Regions from separate parts of the Mus musculus genome. Here all the other regions are linked to region 2. A link is a contact called in public Hi-C, HiChIP or PLAC-seq and promoter capture Hi-C data. All regions are on one chromosome and are shown on one strand. Each heading gives the region's core, a stretch centred on a gene start, on an enhancer-like site or on the middle of the called end of the contact. The rest is flanking DNA. Distances are from core to core; before and after follow the strand shown.

Evidence for each region. Promoter capture Hi-C pulls out the DNA fragments that hold promoters and counts their contacts. HiChIP or PLAC-seq counts read pairs in DNA pulled down with a chosen protein or histone mark. A called contact is a pair of places that touch in the nucleus more often than the background predicts.
Region 1: a contact with region 2 is called in a Hi-C map of embryonic fibroblasts, with 3 times the contacts expected there. The contact joins the enhancer-like site here to the promoter of Man2a1 in region 2. A contact is called at or near these places in 4 of 39 promoter capture datasets (the 3T3-L1 cell line, hippocampal neurons and liver), 3 of 484 Hi-C or Micro-C datasets (the N1E-115 cell line, cortical neurons and embryonic fibroblasts) and 4 of 115 datasets of contacts at active chromatin or transcription factors (embryonic forebrain, forebrain, neural tube and 1 more).
Region 3: a contact with region 2 is called in an H3K27ac HiChIP or PLAC-seq map of the NIH/3T3 cell line, with 9 times the contacts expected there. The contact joins the enhancer-like site here to the promoter of Man2a1 in region 2. A contact is called at or near these places in 12 of 39 promoter capture datasets (the 3T3-L1 cell line, 3T3-L1-derived adipocytes, the C10 cell line and 8 more), 12 of 484 Hi-C or Micro-C datasets (the MC3T3-E1 cell line, the N1E-115 cell line, adipose-derived mesenchymal stem cells and 7 more), 10 of 115 datasets of contacts at active chromatin or transcription factors (the NIH/3T3 cell line, T-cell acute lymphoblastic leukemia, astrocytes and 7 more) and 1 of 9 other capture datasets (embryonic stem cells).
Region 4: a CTCF HiChIP or PLAC-seq map of the NIH/3T3 cell line shows a contact between it and region 2, with 5 read pairs. The contact joins the enhancer-like site here to the promoter of Man2a1 in region 2. A contact is called at or near these places in 4 of 39 promoter capture datasets (the 3T3-L1 cell line, hippocampal neurons, maxillary cranial neural crest and 1 more), 1 of 15 datasets of contacts at CTCF or cohesin (the NIH/3T3 cell line) and 3 of 115 datasets of contacts at active chromatin or transcription factors (T-cell acute lymphoblastic leukemia, embryonic stem cells and neural tube).
Region 5: an H3K27ac HiChIP or PLAC-seq map of neural progenitor cells shows a contact between it and region 2, with 8 times the contacts expected there. The contact joins the enhancer-like site here to the promoter of Man2a1 in region 2. A contact is called at or near these places in 4 of 39 promoter capture datasets (the 3T3-L1 cell line, 3T3-L1-derived adipocytes, hippocampal neurons and 1 more), 1 of 15 datasets of contacts at CTCF or cohesin (the NIH/3T3 cell line), 8 of 484 Hi-C or Micro-C datasets (the N1E-115 cell line, cerebellum, cerebral cortex and 3 more) and 8 of 115 datasets of contacts at active chromatin or transcription factors (the NIH/3T3 cell line, T-cell acute lymphoblastic leukemia, astrocytes and 5 more).
Region 6: a contact with region 2 is called in a promoter capture Hi-C map of HPC-7-derived erythroid cells, with 3 times the contacts expected there. The contact joins the enhancer-like site here to the promoter of Man2a1 in region 2. A contact is called at or near these places in 3 of 39 promoter capture datasets (HPC-7-derived erythroid cells, hippocampal neurons and pre-B cells) and 3 of 115 datasets of contacts at active chromatin or transcription factors (astrocytes, embryonic forebrain and forebrain).
Region 7: an H3K27ac HiChIP or PLAC-seq map of the NIH/3T3 cell line shows a contact between it and region 2, with 12 times the contacts expected there. The contact joins the enhancer-like site here to the promoter of Man2a1 in region 2. A contact is called at or near these places in 3 of 39 promoter capture datasets (the 3T3-L1 cell line, 3T3-L1-derived adipocytes and hippocampal neurons), 1 of 15 datasets of contacts at CTCF or cohesin (the NIH/3T3 cell line) and 4 of 115 datasets of contacts at active chromatin or transcription factors (the NIH/3T3 cell line, embryonic forebrain, fibro-adipogenic progenitors and 1 more).

Annotation. Positions count from the first base shown.
Region 1 is chr17:63,711,664-63,714,363 of GRCm38.p6, reverse strand. No RefSeq gene overlaps it. Among named protein-coding and RNA genes, the nearest start is that of Fer, 150 kb to the left of the region's middle. Within about 2 kb of position 1,298, at least 45 of the 459 cell types and tissues checked have an H3K27ac peak or open chromatin away from gene starts, as enhancers often do. A contact at or near this core is called in embryonic fibroblasts, where this site is marked.
Region 2 is chr17:64,600,261-64,602,960 of GRCm38.p6, reverse strand. It overlaps Man2a1 (mannosidase 2, alpha 1), which reads right to left and starts at 1,312. Exons shown (of 22, transcript NM_008549.2): 1 at 1,091-1,312. The coding sequence starts at 1,225.
Region 3 is chr17:63,947,823-63,950,522 of GRCm38.p6, reverse strand. All of the region lies in intron 9 of Fer (fer (fms/fps related) protein kinase), which reads right to left. Among named protein-coding and RNA genes, the nearest start is that of Gm52300, 21 kb to the left of the region's middle. Within about 2 kb of position 1,437, at least 54 of the 459 cell types and tissues checked have an H3K27ac peak or open chromatin away from gene starts, as enhancers often do. A contact at or near this core is called in the NIH/3T3 cell line, adipose-derived mesenchymal stem cells, embryonic fibroblasts and 1 more, where this site is marked.
Region 4 is chr17:64,002,388-64,005,087 of GRCm38.p6, reverse strand. All of the region lies in intron 12 of Fer (fer (fms/fps related) protein kinase), which reads right to left. Among named protein-coding and RNA genes, the nearest start is that of Gm52300, 34 kb to the right of the region's middle. Within about 2 kb of position 1,442, at least 83 of the 459 cell types and tissues checked have an H3K27ac peak or open chromatin away from gene starts, as enhancers often do. A contact at or near this core is called in the NIH/3T3 cell line, where this site is marked.
Region 5 is chr17:63,807,575-63,810,274 of GRCm38.p6, reverse strand. No RefSeq gene overlaps it. Among named protein-coding and RNA genes, the nearest start is that of Fer, 55 kb to the left of the region's middle. Within about 2 kb of position 1,379, at least 26 of the 459 cell types and tissues checked have an H3K27ac peak or open chromatin away from gene starts, as enhancers often do. A contact at or near this core is called in astrocytes, fibro-adipogenic progenitors, neural progenitor cells and 1 more, where this site is marked.
Region 6 is chr17:63,920,420-63,923,119 of GRCm38.p6, reverse strand. Fer (fer (fms/fps related) protein kinase) reads right to left here. Exons shown (of 19, transcript NM_001037997.3): 5 at 1,324-1,507. Among named protein-coding and RNA genes, the nearest start is that of Gm52300, 48 kb to the left of the region's middle. Within about 2 kb of position 1,294, at least 27 of the 459 cell types and tissues checked have an H3K27ac peak or open chromatin away from gene starts, as enhancers often do.
Region 7 is chr17:63,677,139-63,679,838 of GRCm38.p6, reverse strand. No RefSeq gene overlaps it. Among named protein-coding and RNA genes, the nearest start is that of Fbxl17, 180 kb to the right of the region's middle. Within about 2 kb of position 1,403, at least 51 of the 459 cell types and tissues checked have an H3K27ac peak or open chromatin away from gene starts, as enhancers often do. A contact at or near this core is called in the NIH/3T3 cell line, where this site is marked.

The DNA.
Region 1 (2,700 bases), core at 49-2,548, 890 kb after region 2:
TTTTAGTAATATATTTTAAAACCTTGTTTTCTTGTGATGCTAAACTCTTACTTATTAAACATGGTTGTGTGTGTGTGTTTTAAAGGGATTGGGAGGGGAATATATATATATATATTCAGGCTCAGCTCGTTTTGTTTTAATTCCTAACTTTATTTTTTTAAAGGTTCTACATCAAGACTTTTACAAATGACAGCTCAATGTCACAGGAGGAAAAATATAATCACGGCTCACTCTGTACTCCAATCCCTACACTGATTCCCACCAGCCCTCAGCAAGGACAACAGAGAGGGAATTTTGAAGATCCCGCATCATGTTACCCTCTGGATTCAGTTGCTGTGAACAAAGCTGATTGTGGTAGGAATCCTGGCTAAACAGAAGCTCTGAGTGACTTCGATTTCCCCGTACCTAGCTTCCATGGCTAGGCCCTTTTGTTACCTAGAAATGACTAAAGCATTTCAATGGGGATTGCTATTCTTAAGCAGACCACTGGGAAAGAAGCAGGGCCTCAAGGAAGAGAACGACGTTTCCCAAGTGGATCAATCACAAAGTGCACGATATCTTGAGAAGAAGGGGTACAGCATAAGCTACATCATGCTTTGGGGGCAGGATTTTAAAGAATCAGATGTGAAAGGGCCTCTCAAATATATATATATGAGAATTCATATACACACACACACACAAACACACACACGTCAAGAGAGAAACAGACTATCCAACTCATAAAAATGGGTAGTCAAATTTAAATTAAATATAATAGAAGATTGGTGATACACACACACATATAATTCATATATATATGTAGATGTATATATATATATATATATGTATGTATATATATATATATATGTAGATGTATATATATGAATTCAGGTCCTGAGAGAAGTATAATAACTAAATATAGGACAAAGGAGAGCCATTTCACATACTCTTTCAGTAGAAATACAGCAAAAAGAAAAAAAGAAAAAAAAAGGAAGCAAAGGAAAAATGTTTCAGAGGAACTTGGGGCTTGCAAAGTGGGTCAAGTGTAAAGAATATTAATTCTAATATGCAAGGCAAGCAGTCAAGGGTGAAGGACTGGAGACTGTTAATCCATCCTTTCTAGGCCAGACTGAGCACCACCCAAATCATGCCAGGAAAGGTTTAACTTGGGGCCATGAACTTAGAGGGAAATTGAGTAACGCCTATAAATTCTATTTACTCCCCTTTCCAGATCGTTAAAGACATTAAACTAGACCCAAGCCAACACAGACCCTTGCACAGCCCACGACACACGGCCCTAGAGTCAATCATGCTGCGATGAATCACTGGCCCGTTGCTCATAATCACCCAAGCATCCTAAATATGACTATAAATAGATTCTTACACAAGCCTGGTTTTTATTAATGTTGCAAACAGGATTGGGAGGTCCCAGACAGAGATCCATTTTCTCCTGTACTCATTCATTGCAAAGCATCTCCCTTCTTGGGAGTATCCCTGATAGGATGTGCCCTCTCTCTGCAGATGAATGTTATGCGGTGGGCATACCTCCGCCTTGCTCCAGACATTTATAACTTTGCTTTTTCAATAGCTGCACTGTATCCTTTTCATCTGTTGACCTAAGAACAAGCAGATTATGGTATCCCCACTCACAATTTGTAAAAGAAAAGCATGTGGTTTGTTCTTCGCTTACTTCTTTGCTCCTGGCTTCGCTTTCAGCAGGACCCCTAGTTTCCACCCAGGGCCACTGGGTAAGTTTCTTTAACACCATTTAAGACCTTCCAGACTTTGCTGTATACAATATATATCCATTCTATACTACAAATTGAAATTTTCTTATCCTAAATTTTACAATTTTTTTCTTTTCTATAGACCTTATTTACATCATAGATCTGAAAGGTATTTTGGATCCCTTTAAAGTCACATATCTCTGATTTTACGACTTATATCTTTCCAGGACTATGTTATTTTCAGCTCTTTATTTCTCCATCACTTAGTAATAAAACACAGTGTGTGCACAGTGGAGGATCAAGCCGTTCTCTAAGATGTTTTCTTCTGATGATACAAAACAGGGAAACAAGCTTCATTAAATGAATCACAAAATGGTGCAACGGTACAGTGTGTGATTAGCATCCAAACAAAAACCGACATGGTCCTAAGGGAAAAGTGCTAGCGTGTGATATGAAACCTGAACTCAGGGAGTTCACTCTCAGGTCTGCAGCGCTCAGGTGGCACTGTGAACTCAGGATACTTTCCCAGGCCTCGCCTCTAAATTCATGCTTTTGGTTTTTGTTCTTATTAATTATTTATGCTCCTTATATCCTAATTGCATCTTCCCTTCCCTCCCCTCCTCCCAGTCCCTCTCTCCTGCCTCCTCCCCTTCTCCAGGGGAGCCCTCCCATGGATATCAACCAGCCTTGGCACACCAAGTTGCAATAAGACTAGGCACATCTTTTGTTGAGAGTAAACAAGGCAGCCCAGTTAGGAGAAAGGGATCCAAAGGCAGGCAGTGTAATCAGAGACAGCCCCTGCTACTTGCTCAACTATGTTCATAGCAGCTTTATTCATAATAGCCAGAAACTGGAAACAACTTGGATGTCCCTTGACTGAAGAATGGATAAAGAAAATGTGATACATTTATACAATAGAGTATTACTTGGCCATTAAAAATGACTTCATGAAACTTGCAGGCAAATAGATCAAACTAGAAGACATCATCCTGAG
Region 2 (2,700 bases), core at 63-2,562:
TTCTCTCTGTGCTCTATAGGGGAAGCAGAAGCTGTAAACATTTGGAAACATCTGTCTGTGGCCAGCTTTTTATTTCCACACTTCTAAAAGAAAAAAATACTTCTAGTGCTGTGTACTAATGACAGAATCCGCAAGTCCTCGTTCCGATTTCATTAAATTCCCACCAAGCCATTGACCCTGGCATATCAGAAGAAATGGCAAGGGCTATTTCCAGTCATTTAAACTGTCATATTAAAAGAAAAAAAAAGGCAAAACATCAGCCTTATTCGGGTAGGTTGTAGATTGCTCTGGTCAACTAGTTGTTAGCTTGTCAACACTTGGATTCTTCGGATTTCTCCACACATCTGCTTCTACTAAAATGTATGTGTGTCAACAGAGAAAAGCCGTAAAGGCCACTCTCAATTGCTACGTGGTCACCTCCCACACAGAACCTATTGCATCCATTTCTTGTTATTTGCTAGTAACTTTTCCTGAAAGACTTCGGGTGGGTCGTTTGTTCAACTCCTCTGCCAGCTGGACCACCCCGCAGAGAACTGAGCGCCGCACAGCTTCCAGTGAGAGAATAACAGGCGCTTCCCCACTCTGCTCCAAACCAACCCGAGGTAACAGCTGAAGCATGACGACACTAAAATCAACCCTACTATCCATATCTCAAAGGGCTGCAACAGGAAATAAACTTTTTTATCTCTTAAGAGACAGTGAAAGGGAAAGGGGTCAGAAACAGAAATCTGCCTAGGTGGGCTGTGTTTAATCAATTTCCGCGCCTCGGTGCGTTCAGGGATCTGGGCGGCCTCTGGCAGCTTTAACCCTGAGCTAGCTTAGGGGCGACACTCACACCGGTTCCCCACCAGCAGGTGGCCGAGCCCACTTCCACAGGCCCGGGTGCAAATGTGGGAATATGTCCTCTTTTGCCCGGTGCCAAGGCTGCCACCGCATGACGCCCAGCACTTTGCAAACTCAGCGGTCCGAAACCTCAGCAAGCCGGATGAGGCTCTGCCGGTCGTCGGGTGCGGCCTCACCCTGCCCCGGTGCCGAGAAGTGCGAGCCCCGGGACCAGCCCTCCAGCTTGCGCCCGCCACCAGGTGCTTACCTGCGGAAAGGAGCCCTCCTGGCGCGGGCCCCGAGGGTAGTCCAAGTGACCCCTGTCCAGCATCAGGTAGAGTGAGAAGATTACGACGCAGAAGATCGCGCTGCCAAACACGGTGAACTGGCGACTTAACTTCATTTTCCTCGATGGACTCGGGGCCAGGACGCGGTCCTCACCCGAAGGAGGCAGAAGACTGAGGACTCCAGCCGGCGATCGCCGAGGGCTCCCTGCTCCCGGCCGCACACCCTTCGCGCGCTACGGCGCGGGTCCCGGCTGCGCTCCGCACCTCGTCTCCGGAGCCACCACGCGCCCTCGGCCTACGCCCTGGCCCGCTGCCCTCCCCAAGGCCGGCCGTCCCTGCAAGGCAGACTCCTGGAGAGCAAGGCAAAGGTCCCCACAAACTTGCTTTCCTGCAGGATAGCGCTACCCGGTAGGGCGGTCGGAGCAGTCAGAGGAGAGGTCTCTGCCCGACTTCCTGCCACGGGCCGGCACGACTGAGTCGGCAGGAAAAGTTTTCTCGACAAGGGCAGGCGTGTCCTCCGCGCCCAGAGAACGCGCGGGTTCCGCGGCTCCGGGGCCGAGTGTGCGGCGCTGGGAGCAAGGAGCGCGCGGAAGAAGGAACTGGACCTGGAGGCGCCGTGCCCCACAACTTAGCGCCGGGACACCCAGGCCCACCCCCGCCACACCGCCCCCGCGTGCCCGCCGAAGAACCCCTTCCTGCCGCGGCTACTGCGGGGGCCCGACCCGGGTGCACCCTGTGCGCCGGAGCGCTGCAATCCAGGACTTTCCTCGGCGTGTGCGTCCGATCCCCGGCCTCTCCCGGCCCCCGCCGCCCCTACCTTCCCCCTCGCGGGCCCGGGCTGCACGCGGAGGGCGCAGGGGGCGGGCAGCGCCGGGAGGAGGCAAGCCGAGGGAGGAGGAGAGGACCGTCCCCGGAGAGGAGCCCGCTCCAGCTGCAGCCGTGGAGCACCCCCTCCTTCCCGCCCCGAGAACGCGGAGATGGCGGCGGCAGCCGCGAAAGGAAGAGCCGGTTCCCCAGCGCCACTCGGCGCTCCTGTACCGCCCGCCACGAGCCGGAGGAGACGGCGGCGGCGGCAGCGGCGGCGGCGCAGCGGCCGTTGGGTCAATAGGCGCCCGCAGCCCTGGAGCTGGGCAGCCGGCTGGCCCCGCCCCCTCCCGACGCGCCGGGATGAGGGGGCGGGCCCCCTGGCGCCCAATCACAGCGCGCCGCCCGCCAGGCCCGCCCAGCGCCTGCCTCACTGGGCCCTGACAGTAGGAAGACCTCAAGAGGCTTCAGTGACAAGGGAGGCGGCTTTGCAGGAATTGAGGCCAGCAGAGAGGTGCCTCCAGGGCTCCAGCAGCCTAAGGTCCAGAGCGACAGTGGTTCATTCCCCAGATTCCATCCTCTTGTCGCGTCTTCTATCCTGGAACGCCCAGATCAGCCTGCCTTGGAAGGGTCTGTGCAGGGCTGGAAGGGGAGGTAGACAAGAAATCTGAGGAGCCTAAAAAGGACTCATCTTTTCCTCTTGCTTTTGGCGACATCCTGGTGAAACCAGGGGAAAAGGGAGGCTGACAAAGCCTCTTGTAGGCAGATGTAGACATCTGGCGACAAA
Region 3 (2,700 bases), core at 188-2,687, 650 kb after region 2:
TGGGGCAGTTTCTGTCTAGCTTTGGTCTGAGACAATTGTGTGGAGCTGTGACCTGGTCCTGAGTTCCCGGAGCCATCATTACCATCTGAGGAGTAGCTGGGAATATGGGCCAGCACCCTTGTACCTGGCCTAAAGGAAAACCCAAACACATCCATGTTGTCTCCTGCTCTAAGTGTAGACATTATTGTAAAATGAAGGAAGTTGACTGGGGCATTCTTCATCCCAGAGAGCTGATTCTGGTGTCATGTTCTCCTCTTCTGCTAAGGGATTCTAGATTTTGTTTTAGAAGGTTTTATGAATCACATTCCTACATTAGCTGCTGTAGTACTATCAAGGGTCACACAGCATGTGTGTGACAGCTGTCCCACAAGTGTCAGTGGGACAGCTACACATTTAATTAAGGCTAAATGCAATGAAACCTTCCTCTCCTGCAATGTGACATACCTTCTTTCAGTTAAGGCTGTGTGACTTCAGCTTCCATTGTATTTTTACCTTTGAGATACCTACAAAGTAATGGCTCACATGGTGCAAGAGCAGTAACCACACACTCAGGGCACAGTCTACCATAGTAACCACACACTCAGGGCACAGTCTACCATAGTAACCACACACTCAGGGCACAGTCTACCATAGTAACCACACACTCAGGGCACAGTCTACCATGGTAACCACACACTCAGGGCACAGTCTACCATGATAACCACACACTCAGGGCACAGTCTACCATGGTAACCACACACTCAGGGCACAGTCTAACATGGTAACCACACACTCAGGGCACAGTCTACCATGGTAACCACACACTCAGGGCATAGTCTAACATAGTAACCACACACTAAGGGCACAGTCTAACATGGTAACCACACACTCAGGGCACAGTCTACCATAGTAACCACACACTCAGGGCACAGTCTACCATAGTAACCACACACTCAGGGCACAGTCTAACATAGTAACCACACACTCAGGGCACAGTCTAACATAGTAACCACGCAAGCAGGCCACAGTCTACCACAGTAGCCACACATGCAGGGCACAGTCTAACATAGTAACCACGCAAGCAGGCCACAGTCTACCACAGTAGCCACACATGCAGGGCACAGTCTACCATAGCAACCACATAAGCAGGTCATAGTCTACCATCGTAACCACACATGCAGAGCACCGTCTATCAAAATAACCATACATGCAGAATATAGTCTACCATAGTAACCACACATGTAGAGACCACAGTCCACTACAGTTTTTGTGTGGTCTTGATATCTGGTTACAATCTCTATTTTTCCTGGTTGTAATTTTATATTCTGCTGTATTTAGCTACCTCAAGTAGTCTGTGGACTAAGGCAAGAAGCAAATGTTAACAGTGGTTACAGCAAGACAAAGGCCTTGCAATGTGAAGCTTCATAAGGCCAGAGCTACCAAAGGTCTGACTAAGCACTGACGACAAAGGCTGAGTCACCACAGCTGCGCTATGGCCCCTGTTTCTCTCCTACCCGCAGCCATTGCACTGAACTGCCTTTCTTAGAAATGTTAAACTGAAGCTCTGAGCATCATCACTTTCACAACTCTACCCAATCAGCTAATGGATTCATGAACACTGGAACATTCCCATGTTTGCTAACCCCAAATCAAATTGCACGGCATGCTTGGCACACTGTCACTGCTGTTTCTGGCTCAGGGAAATGGGAAAAAAGCAATATTCCCACAGATCAGCCAAGAAGCCCATAAGAAATGGCACAATTAAATTAGGTTTTCATATTCCTATAAAAAGGAAAAAGCCAGAACTTAATGTGGGCAGACCAGGCTGGTTTTAGTCTCCATCTACCAGAGCCTTAAGTACTTGCACTAATTATCCCATCATCATAAAAGCATAGTATGACTTCCAAAATAGAAACAATTATGGTTTAATTCCATAGTGCAACTTTCTAAATTGTAATGAGCAACCACTAAATTAAAATGAGACCTCTAAATTGTATGCTGTCATCAAATGCTAGCAAGTATGTAGGCATTAATTTCTGTTGGTACGTACACTGGTGAAAAATCTGAATCTCCCTATCTGTATAATACACTATACCTGTATAATCTTACATTTCTTTAAAATACAGAAAACGCTCATGGGGTGTGCCTAAGAATTTTTGTGATGAAGTAAGTTTTTCTCATACTAACACAAGTATCCAAGTGAAAGACAACAGTAAATACTCACTGCATCATGCAGGAAAGCATGATCAAAGCCACAAAAGAGCCCAGGTTTACTTAATCTTATTAGATATCATACAAGAATCAAATCCTTGAAACAAGATAAAATAATAAGGAAATTGATTACAGTTAAATAAAGTCTATATAATTCTATTATACACAAAGCCAAAACAACAACAACAACAACAAAAAAACGTATCTCAGTGTTTTCATGCTGTCTGAATTCAGCTTAAGTCTTCTAAGCATAGTGAGCAGGCTACACGTCAGCAAACAATCTTCTCCTCACCTGCACGGGGGCCTGATCAATGACAGACATACTGAATGTTTTATGACCAATAAAAGGCTTATAAGATTAAAATATATAGATCTGTAGTAGTTGAACCTTGCTAACAATTTACAACACCAACATTTATAGATGAGTAATAGTTGAACACTGCTAACATAGGCTATATCTGAAAACCAATGATATAATTTTTGACAAATTTAAGTAACTATATACAAAAA
Region 4 (2,700 bases), core at 193-2,692, 600 kb after region 2:
TTGACTTTCAATAATCCTCTAGTAGTCTCCCCACATCCTCTCAGATAAATACTAATGTGTTACATTTCTGTGTTTGTTAGTAAAATGAAAAGATCAAGCATTTATTTATATGCTTGATAAGAATTTTTCAGATCCTAGTCTCCTATATTTTCAGCAGCTTAGTCAATGCCCCACTGTTTAATTTTTTAAATCTTAATCCCCAAGCACACTTGCAAACTGCCCATGCCACTGCTTAGCTGTAGTGGGGCATTTCATCCCATTCCATACTTCTGATATTTTATACTTCTGATGCACATTTTCATACTTTTTTATTTGTTATCAATTCGAACAGTTGAATAGTTTTTATAATTGAGCACACCCTCATTTCCCTTTCCATATTCTCCAGAGCTCTCCCTCTACAAACTTTAACTCTCCACAAAGAGTTTATGAAAGAGCTACTAGCAGCACAGCTGTATACAATGGGCGATCAATGAATCCTTGCTGATCACATCAAACAACAACAACAAAAAACAACAACAACAAAAAAAGGAAAGTAAAAAGAGAACAGAAAGGGGAGAGGAAGGGAGGGCAGGAGACGGAGAGAAGGTGACAGGACAGAAAGAATAGTCTCCAGAGGTGAATGAATGTGGGGATGTAGGGGTGTGTGTGCGTGTGTGTGTGTGTGTGTGTGTGTGTGTGTGTGTGTGTGAGAGAGAGAGAGAGAGAGAGAGAGAGAGAGAGAGAGAGAGAGAGAGCGCTTGCCTAGAGCAGCCTCTTCATGCTAGGTCAAAATTATACCATTTTTAGAAGGATGCATGTTAGCAGATGTAGAAGGACTTGAAAGTGGATTTTTATTCTTCCATTTGTCTTCTGATCCTCTGTGACCTTGATTCTGCTATTAAAACTCTGAAGTGTCTGAAGTCAAATGTTTCTGACAGACTCCAGATGGATAACTTCAATATTTCCTCTGTTCTTAACTTGGGAATTCCACAAGGCTTTGAAAGACTAGTCTATCTGATATGCTGAAGAAGCTGCTAAGAATGACTGTCCTGTCAAAAGTTTTTCTGTCACAGGGTGACAAAAGTTAATTTACTACCTTACATATATTTCATTACCTAGAATTATATGAATCATCTGTCCAGATTTTAGTCAAAACTCAACTCAATTAAGAATTAAACAGATTTTAATTTGGGCTAGAGCAGAAGCTGAGAGAGATTTAAAGGAGGTGAACAGCAAGGTGCCAGCAGGATCCCTGAAAAAGCAGCAACTGTGACAATATGATGTCATAGCGGAGGGACAAGCCTCTCTCGGAGGGGCATCAGTGCTGAAGTCTGTGCTGGAGCTAGCGATTCCTTCCTCAGGAACGTTCACTGAAGTGCTCCGTCACCTCAAGCATTGCTCTGTGCAAACTGCCAGCATCCCAGCATCAACTCAATGACCTCATCCAGGAACACTGGCTGAAGAGTCAGTGCTAAGGAATGCAGCGGGGCTACGACGCCCAGGCTTGCCATCACTAGTCCCAGGAGGAGAAGGCAGTTCATGGGCATGTTAATAGCAGTGGTAAAGAAGCACGGAAGCAGTCAGCTTGTTCTATGCGTGTTCTACCACACTGACACCATTCTGAGTGACGAAAAGAGTGACGGGAATTCGGAAAGTGTATTATTGCAAAAGTGGGCTATATTAGACAAGAGAACTAAGGTATGCTCAAAGTGTGTGCTGCATAGACATGAGGAGCATTTCAATGAGGAAAGAATATTCAGTTTGGCTTTCTTAGTCAAAAATATATCAAACATCGTTCAAATTTCTAATTCTAAAATTATTTAACTTTCTATATATCCTGTTCTAAAACTACTTTTGAATGACTATCACAAGCATACAACTCCCAAGATTAAAAAAAAAAAACATAATCTTCATGCAGAATACTATTTTAAGTATATTTCTTTAAAATTCTCATGAGACTGTGAAAATCAATTTTGGAACATCAACTTCTCCAAAAAGCCATAAAATAGGTATTTCTGCTTCATTGATTCTTTATCATTAGGATACCGTGAAGGAATTAAAGTTTAAAGAGATCACCATTTATTTATACATCAAATGACTATCAGGCTATTTTCTGATAAAGGTGATTCCCACCCCACTTCCTATCTTTCCAAGGTTAAATGGATGTAAGCTTGCTACACTCGGGTAGCCTGACCCATGGAGCCCAGGTAATGAAGAGACCACACAGGTGTGGAGAGCTTATTCCTTTTCACACAGGTCAGTCTGCATGGATGGCCCTTCAGCATCATGGCATCAGGACCACCCACAGGGTGCTGAGACTTTTCAGCACCACTCCCATAGTCCCTCAGTCTGTTGGCCTGCAGTGGGGCCAGAACAGTAAATAAGGTGGTGTCACAGGTCACTAAGCTAGGGGGTCACAAATTTATCTCAGCAGCACCCCATCATTATCTAAGTCCCAAACTGATCTTATGCCTTCTTTCGTCATTTCAATGTCACTGGTTATCAATACACTGAATGGTTTCTATAAGAAAGCCACAATTACCTGTACAAAATACAAATTTGATCATAATTCTTCTCAGAATAAAACCTTTCAGAGTTGTCTATCACCCTCAATACAGAGATCGAACCCTTGTACATAAAATAACAATCATATGTCACTCCTAACCTCACTTCCTGCATATACTATTGCCCTAACGGATGACCACAAAGTGCGACAGTCTA
Region 5 (2,700 bases), core at 130-2,629, 790 kb after region 2:
CTGTCTTTCGCACTTGCGCTGAGTGTCCTCTCATAGTACCTTCAGTGGGACAGAGAGACAGTATGAGCTCTATAGCCCTTTCTTAGAAGGGCAGTAATTCCACAATGAGGGCCCTCCCTTCATGGTCATGTGCAAACCCGATCACCTCCCAAGTCCCATCTCTATAGACCATTCTTTTGATAGGAGGAGCTTTAGCACATTTGAAGGAATGGGAACAGCAGGAGCAAGTATTTAGTCTATTAACAAATGTTTCAAGAGAAAAATAGAATAGAAAATTAAAATGCATTTAATATATATATATATATATATATACATGCTACATATGCGTTAGTACATAAAGGGAGACATCGAGATGACAAAGTGTTAGCTGTCACCTCTATGTCATCAGATGATTATTGTTTCTTTATTTTCCATATTCATGTAGATATACATGAAGAATATAAGTTATTTATAACAGTCATATTCTTGTTTGTTTGTGTTTTGGTTTTGTTTGTTTGTTTGTTTATCAAGGCAGGTTTTTTTTTTTTTCTGTGTAGCTTTGGCTGTCCTGGAACTCACTTTATAGACCAGGTTGACCTCAAACTCTGAGATCTGCTTGCCTCTGCCTCCCAAGTTCTGGGATTAAAGGTGTGTGCCACTACTGCCCGGCCAACTGTGTGATTCATTTTTAGAACTGGGACTACAAAAGACACAGTACGGTGGCATAATCAGCCAAGTAGTCTCTTTGTATATCTGCATATACACTGGTTTGTGGCAGGGTTTCATCTGTTTCAGGATGAATTTTAATCCCTGATCTTCCTGCCTCCACATCCTGAGAGCTGGGATGGCGAGTGTGCCCAAGGCACCGCGCCCAACTAAAAAGCCTTAAAGGTACGTTCTGAACCGTTTTTTTTTACACGGCGCTCAGTTGAATAGCTGGCGCTTGACTCTGTAAAAGATGCAGTGGCCTTTGACACTAGCCCCAGTGACACACCTGACAAGCCTTTTGGGTGCAAGGGTGTAGTACTTTTGGGGAGTTAGACAGGAAAATCAAAATCTAAGGATCGGAAAAGAGGGCTTCCAGGATGCCCTCTCCAGTAGGTAGGGTGACTAACCACCTCAGTTTGCCTGGAACTAAGAACTGAAGTTAATGTGTGGTGTTTTCAAGAGCTTAAAATCAGAGAGGCCCCAGGCGGGGCGGGTGGGTGGGTCTTCTCCGTTTCAGTTCCAAAAGCACAAGACCTGGAACATTGAAGTGTGACTCAGGGGGCTGAAAAACATCCAATTGCTTGCTTTGTTTTGTTTTGTTTTCTTCTGAGAACCTCTCTTGGAGCCTCTGAACTGCACACACTTTTCGGCCAGTAGCCAGGGAAGCAGAGAGGCTCAAGGGGGCTGGGTGGGGAGCGATATCAGGAAGCCTTTAGGAAGCAAAGAGGCTAGAAAAATCCAGAAGGGAGGAACTTTGTTGTCTAGAGGTATCTCCTGCAGAAACTTAGCGACTGGGGAAAAAAAATGTAAAAAACAATAAGGATTTGGTCTTTTCATGACTTAAACTCTGTTCATCCTTGTCCTCATTTTCTGTTTTAAAAAACTGTTGCCATGACAACACCATGAACTGAGGTTCAACCTCCTTAATGTTTGCTGGTCTTGATATGTTATTTTAAACTGCAAGGCTTTCTTTCAAAAGTCTTGATATTTTGTCTCTCAGTCTCTTTAGAAATCATTGCATGACTTTATGGTGCTTATTTCTGATTTGAACACTGAAGGCATATTCAAAAATAAAAGTTCTCTAGGAATTCTACCATATGCCCCATGTCTCAGGTATATAGAGATAATCTATACATAATTATTATGGAAATATGCTATGTCTTTTCATGTACACAACAACTGCATTCTGTAGTTTGTTATACACTGTTCTATTCTTTTTCACTGGATGTCATTATCAAAAAGGTCAAGGAAAAAAATTAAACCATGAAGAGCCTCGTACAGCTAATGATAAAATGCAATCAGAAGTGTTTAAAAATGTGGAGTATATTTTAAAAAGTGAAACGTTAACATGTTTTCTAATCCTGAGTGTTCCTGGAGAAAAACATATTTAATATTCGAATTTAGGGCTCCGATTCAAGCAGGCATATTGAATATCACACAAACTACACTGCATAGACAGCCAAACTCAGACTCTAAAGCCTGTAAGCTAATGAGATGCATCTTTGATTTCCTTAATTAGCATGTGAATGCACAGACTTAAGCATCTTAATGCTTTTGTGTTTGTTGAGTGAATCAGTTATTCATTAATAATGGCAGAGAATAGGCTTGAGAAATTAGCCAGGATTATGTCTTTCTCTCTGTTTCTGGCATTCCTTCCCTTCCCTTTCATGTAGACCACATGTTGGTTTGATCAGATGAAGAATGTGCCAGAAAGAAAACTATCTAAAATATTTAGGCAGACTGGTTCATAGGCTGCCTACAAATCATCGTGTCTGAAATTCGGCATTGAAGTAGCTGAGAGCTATGTGGACCGCCTCGAGGGCACCGAGGACTACTCTGCTGCTGCGAGGGGACATCCTCTGGGGACCTGAAAAGATGGCTGCCTGATGTGCAGAGGTAGGCACGGACTGGAGTGGGTCCTAGAGTTAGGAAGAAAACTCCAGAACAAACAAATAAACAAACAAAACCCAAAATCCCTACATTTCAGTTTTCTGAAGCTCACACCAATTTGGA
Region 6 (2,700 bases), core at 45-2,544, 680 kb after region 2:
TACTCTATTACTCACTACTTTTATGGAAACACTTTTGAGCCTTTTGTTTGTTTGTTCTGTTTTGTTTTGTTTTTCAACACAGGGATTCTGTGTGTGAGTGTTTCTTTTCTAGTGTGTGATACTCCGCAGATGCTGCACTCCTCAAATGCACCTTAGCCCTGGGGATATGGGTATTATTTAGTTAAGCTTCAACTTCAGTGGCATCTGTTTCTTCTCCTGAACTCCAGAATGCAGCAAAATCATCAAGGTTTTTTGCTTGGTCTAACTGAAAAGAATGTTACACTGACGAGATCCCCTGCTTTTAAGGATTGTGGTTTATAAATATTGATTATTACTGGCTTCAAAGCAAGTATGGGCAAATAAGCCTATTCTGCATATACCTATATAAATGTAAAGCAGGGTTTGCCTGTTTCTGTTTCTATTTCTAAAATAACTATTTATGAATCGAAATCATTACTTACAAGACTCCCTTGAATATTACTTCAATTACTATAAGTTTTTTGTTTGCTTGCTTGGTCGGTTGGCTGGTTTTTGAGATGGGGTCTTATTATGTAGCTCTGGCTGGCCTGAAACTTGCTATGTAGACCAAGGTGCTTCAAATTCACAAAAACCCTGTGCTCACACATGTCTCCAAGTGCTTGGACACACCCAACTAACTTCTTTGTTTTAACAGAAAAATAGTGTTAGGAACAAACACATTTCAAATTAATCAGGAAAAAAAAAATACCCACACACATTTTCAGTGAAAGTAAAATGGATTTAAATATTTGCACAATGCAAAGCCAGAAGATAAAGAAAGTGAAGTCCATCAAATGTGGCTCATCATTGCCTGCTCTCCTAAATACAGGACAGAATATATGTGCTTATTAACTGCAATGCACTGTTAACTAGTTAAAGGTAAGAAACTCCACTTATACTTACATTCCCAAGCACAAAGCAGTGTGCTCTTATAAATACACCAGACCTTCAATAAACATGAGTGGATTTTAATCTCATAGAGGAAAAGAAAGGGAAGCTATAAATAAGCTTCCAAACAGTTCTCTCCTTGAAGCTTCTGAAATGGAGTTTAAATGCCCAGCCCTCGGGAGGCAAGTCCTGACTTAAACACGGAGCTGACTAGAGCAGCAGAGTCAGTAACAAACACAGAGGTCTATCCTCAGCATGCTAGGGGCAGAGCACAACTGAAGGAACAAGAAAAGGAAATGGCTCTGAGGTGCCCAGTGGTCTCAGCCATAAGGAAGCTTCTGACACAAATGGAACTGCGGCAGAAATGCTGAGTCGTGCTCTGAGGGGATCTTATGATAAACAGGAAATGTATCTTACAGTGCTTTTATCATTTCTTCTTGCATCTTTTGCACGGAGTCCAGCAGCAGAGGAAGTGTGGTATCATAGTACTGGCTCTGATGGAGCTGTGCCCCCTTCAGTGCCAACACATACTGATTATGCAGCATATGAAGCTTCATTGTAGCTTTGTCATAGCGCTCCTTGGCCTTTTCTGTTTCCTTCCCTGAGGAAAACATGGAAGATAGCAGACAGCTAAGTTTTATCCTCACTATATGCAATCCCCACTGTGTTGTTATGTTATTTCCCACACTCAATGGAGAATCAAGTCGGCTGACTGTGTACTGTGTATAGAGTGCTATGCCAAGTACTAACGGTCAGTGCTCAGCACCGAGGTTCCTGTGCAGCCAGTGCTAGGTAAATCAACGTCAGAACACATAAGTGCACACATAAAATCCTTCTCAGCTCCAAGAGCTTACAGCAAACTGGAACAGCTGCTCACACGAGACTGTGGAAGCAGGAAAAGCATGCAAATGCTAACGTTTAAACTAGTGTCCAAGATGTCAATAAAGACAAGAGTAATCTTAGGAGGCTTTGAGAGAACAAATCTAAAAGATGCACATGTACATTAAAGAGTAACAAAGGCTGGGCCAGCACCCTGAGCAGACCCTTGGGCGCAAACTCTGCAGCCAGCCCCACAACACCCAGAGGTAGCTCCACTCCCAGGCATTCTAACATGCCTAGGATCAGAGAATCACAGGATCCCAGGAGTTTGGTCACACCAGGATCTCAAGGTCCCAAAGGCAGCTTGATTCCCAGGAGCTCTGACACACCCAGAAACTCGGGATCACAGGATCCCAGAATCACAAGATCATAGAGACAGCTTGACTCAGAGAACCAGAATCACAGGAAGGACAGGCTCCAGTCAGACATAGCCAGGGCAGGTAGCACTAGAGATAGCGAGATGGTGGGAGGCAAGCATAAGAACATAAGCAACAGAAACCAAGGTTACTTGGAATCATCCGAACCCAATTCTCCCACCATAGCAAGTCCTGGATACCCCAACACACTGGAAAAGCAAAATCCAGATCTAAAATCACTTCTCATGATGATGACAGTGGACATTAAAAAGGACATAAATAACTCCCTTAAAGAAATACAGGAGAATACAAGTAAACAGCTAGAAGCCCTTAAAGAGGAAACAAAAAAATCCCTTAAAGGGTTACAGGAAAAGAACAATCAAACAAGCAAAGGAAAGGAACAAAACCATCCAGGATCTAAAACTGGAACTAGAAACTATAAAGAAATCACAAAGAGAGAGAACTCTGGAGTTAGAAAACCTAGGAAAAAAGTTAAGAATCATAGGTGGAACCATTACCAACAGAATACAAGAGATAGAAGAGAGAATCTCAGATGCAG
Region 7 (2,700 bases), core at 154-2,653, 920 kb after region 2:
TCTCTCTCTCTCTCTCTCTCTCTCTCTCTCTCTCTCATGTTCCATCTCCTATTTCCTGTCTCAGCTCATTGGCCATAGTCTTTTTTATTGACAAGTTGGGCTTCCATAAAGTAAATAATAGGTTCTCTGTACCTATAGCCTCAGTTGGCAAGAAAAGCACTAGTCTGGGGAGTGGAGGGATTGGTTCTTTTTAAATATTTTTAAATCCTTCAAAGTTAGCATACTTACCTGGGGACTATACATGAAGGTTTGATGGAAACTCCAATTTCATACTAGTCCCTTCTGGTGAACAGCTTCAGGAATCAATCCCTGGATTTTCAAGTAGAAATATATCTATTCCCCAAGTTCAGTCTACTTCATAGATGGTACTAGAGTTATCTTTTCAGAAGGGGACTGTTAAGGTAACCTTGAACAGTTCCATTAGGGAGAGCTCATTTCTCCTGCTCAAAAATCTGCCCTTATCTTCAGGTGGACGCCTAACATTCAACCTTCTCAAAGTACAAGGGTTAATCCAGCTGGGCCTGTCCGTCATCTGTGCAGGGCCCACTCTCCCAAGTCCCACAGCCAGTGATGGGGCAGCGCTGGATAGACGTCCTCTCTAGTGACCCCGGGGCCAGCCCTCCCAGTTACTACAGGTCACGGTGAGGGGGAGGGGAAAGAGCATCACAACGCACCCATGCCATCTCACCGCAGACAAGTGCCCTCACCCTTGGGGCTGGTTCACCTGCAATCCCTCCACCAGGGCCAGCTCTACTGTGCTGACTGGCGAGGCTCAGGGCCCATTCTCCCGAGAGCCGCCAGCAATGAGAGATGGAGCCAGCTCTCCAGAACAAAACATCCAGTGAGGGACGAGGCCATTCTCTCTGGCACCCCTGGCACCTCTTGAAACTTTCCCAGGTTCTCAATGCACATAGTGGTCAAGGCTCTAGACCCAACACAGGGAACAACAGCACATAGGGATCTTCTCTCTATGCTGTATGGTCTCCATAGATGGCCTGCCTGCCGAAATCTGCTTTGAACAGATCTTCTTCAGTTTCACTAATCTCTTCACTGTGAGAGTGAAGGGAGTTGGTTAGCGGCAAGGGGTAGGATTTTCCCCTTTATCACTATATACTTTAGCCCCTACTCTTGCCAGAAAGGTAGTGGTAAGTCCCCAAGCTTAGACCCTTGTTACTAAATTTCAAAGTCTGGGCCTTTAAGTAGACAGAGCAGGACCTAACATCTTTTGTGGTAACAGCAAGAGAGTCTCTCAAATCCCACAAAGATGTAGTCATCTTTCCTAGTATAACAAACATCTGATCTTTGTGAGTTTCATAACCAATTGCAGATGCAGCTGGGGGTTTTCCACTACATTCTTCGAGATTCTCCCTGTCAACTTTTTAGCAAGTGATGTCATCACTAAGGGCCTCCAGGGAGCAGAGGGATTGCATGTGTCTTGAGTCTGTGTCCAGATTACAATGGTGTATATAAATCACATTACAGTATTTGAAAATATGTGACTCGTTATTTTCTTTGGACCACTGAAGTGCAGCATTTAAAAAGTCCAAATTAAAATTTTTGGTTTATTTCCCAGACTAGAGCTCATTGTATCCAGAGATTTATGAGTTCCTTCAGAGAGATAAGACCCAACTTCATTCCACTCATAAGAAGAAAAATAACCACTGTAGATACCCCGTGGCTTCTATCTCCTGTAGCAAGCTTCCTGTCTCCAAATTCCTAAGGATTGAGAGGACAAATAAACAGAGGATCTTGGGTGGACAGGGGAGAATATCACAGCAGGATGGGGAACATGCTTCACCAGACAACTGAAAAATAAAAATAAAAAAGAGGGAATAGAAACAAAATCTCCCAGATAGTGTTTGATGTTTTCATACGTAATACAAATATGAAGAACATGTTAGTGGCATGTATCATGAATCAGTTTAAGGCATTATTGTCACAGGCACTTGACTGCAGTAAGAACTACAATGTACATTTATAATGAGTAAATGTCATCTTTTGTGCTGTCCACCAAGTCCTCTTAAGAGATCCCTGTGAGAAGGGGAGGGACCCCAAATGGCATGATCAAGGTGGGACATAAAATCACAGCAGGACAAGTCACCAGTGTTTAAGAGGGGTTAGCGTGCTTGGCCTTGATCTGAACAAAATAAAGTGAATGAAACTTCCCAGGAAATATTTCTGGAGTACACTGAGGCCAACTGTTTGGTTGGACAATACTCTAGTCAAGTGTTGCGCTAGAACACATGAGACGGGTACACAGATCTGAGTCTAGTGAGACAATCTAGGCAGTGCTTGGAGCAGGATTTAAGTATCAGAAGCAAAGCATTGATTACTCTCCATTGTTGAATTTTCAAGGTGTCAATCAACTCCTAACAATGGTAATGGTTTTTTTTTTAATTTAACATTAAGTTTATTTATTTATTTGTTTATTTATTTGTTTGTTTATTATTTGTGTGCATGTGTTGGATGCGGGCGAGTGTGTGGGAGTTCAGAGGACAGTTTATGGCAGTCCACTTTTCTCCTTCCATAGCGTGGATCCTGGGAATTGAACTCTGGCCAGCTGCCTTGGCAGTGAGTGCTTTTACCCACGGAGCCACCTTGCAGGCCCCAAAGTAGCTTTTATTCTGGTGCCTGCGCTCCACTTCCACTCCACAGCAAAGCAGAGTAGGATCTGAAGAGTTGTAACAGTCTACCCAGAAG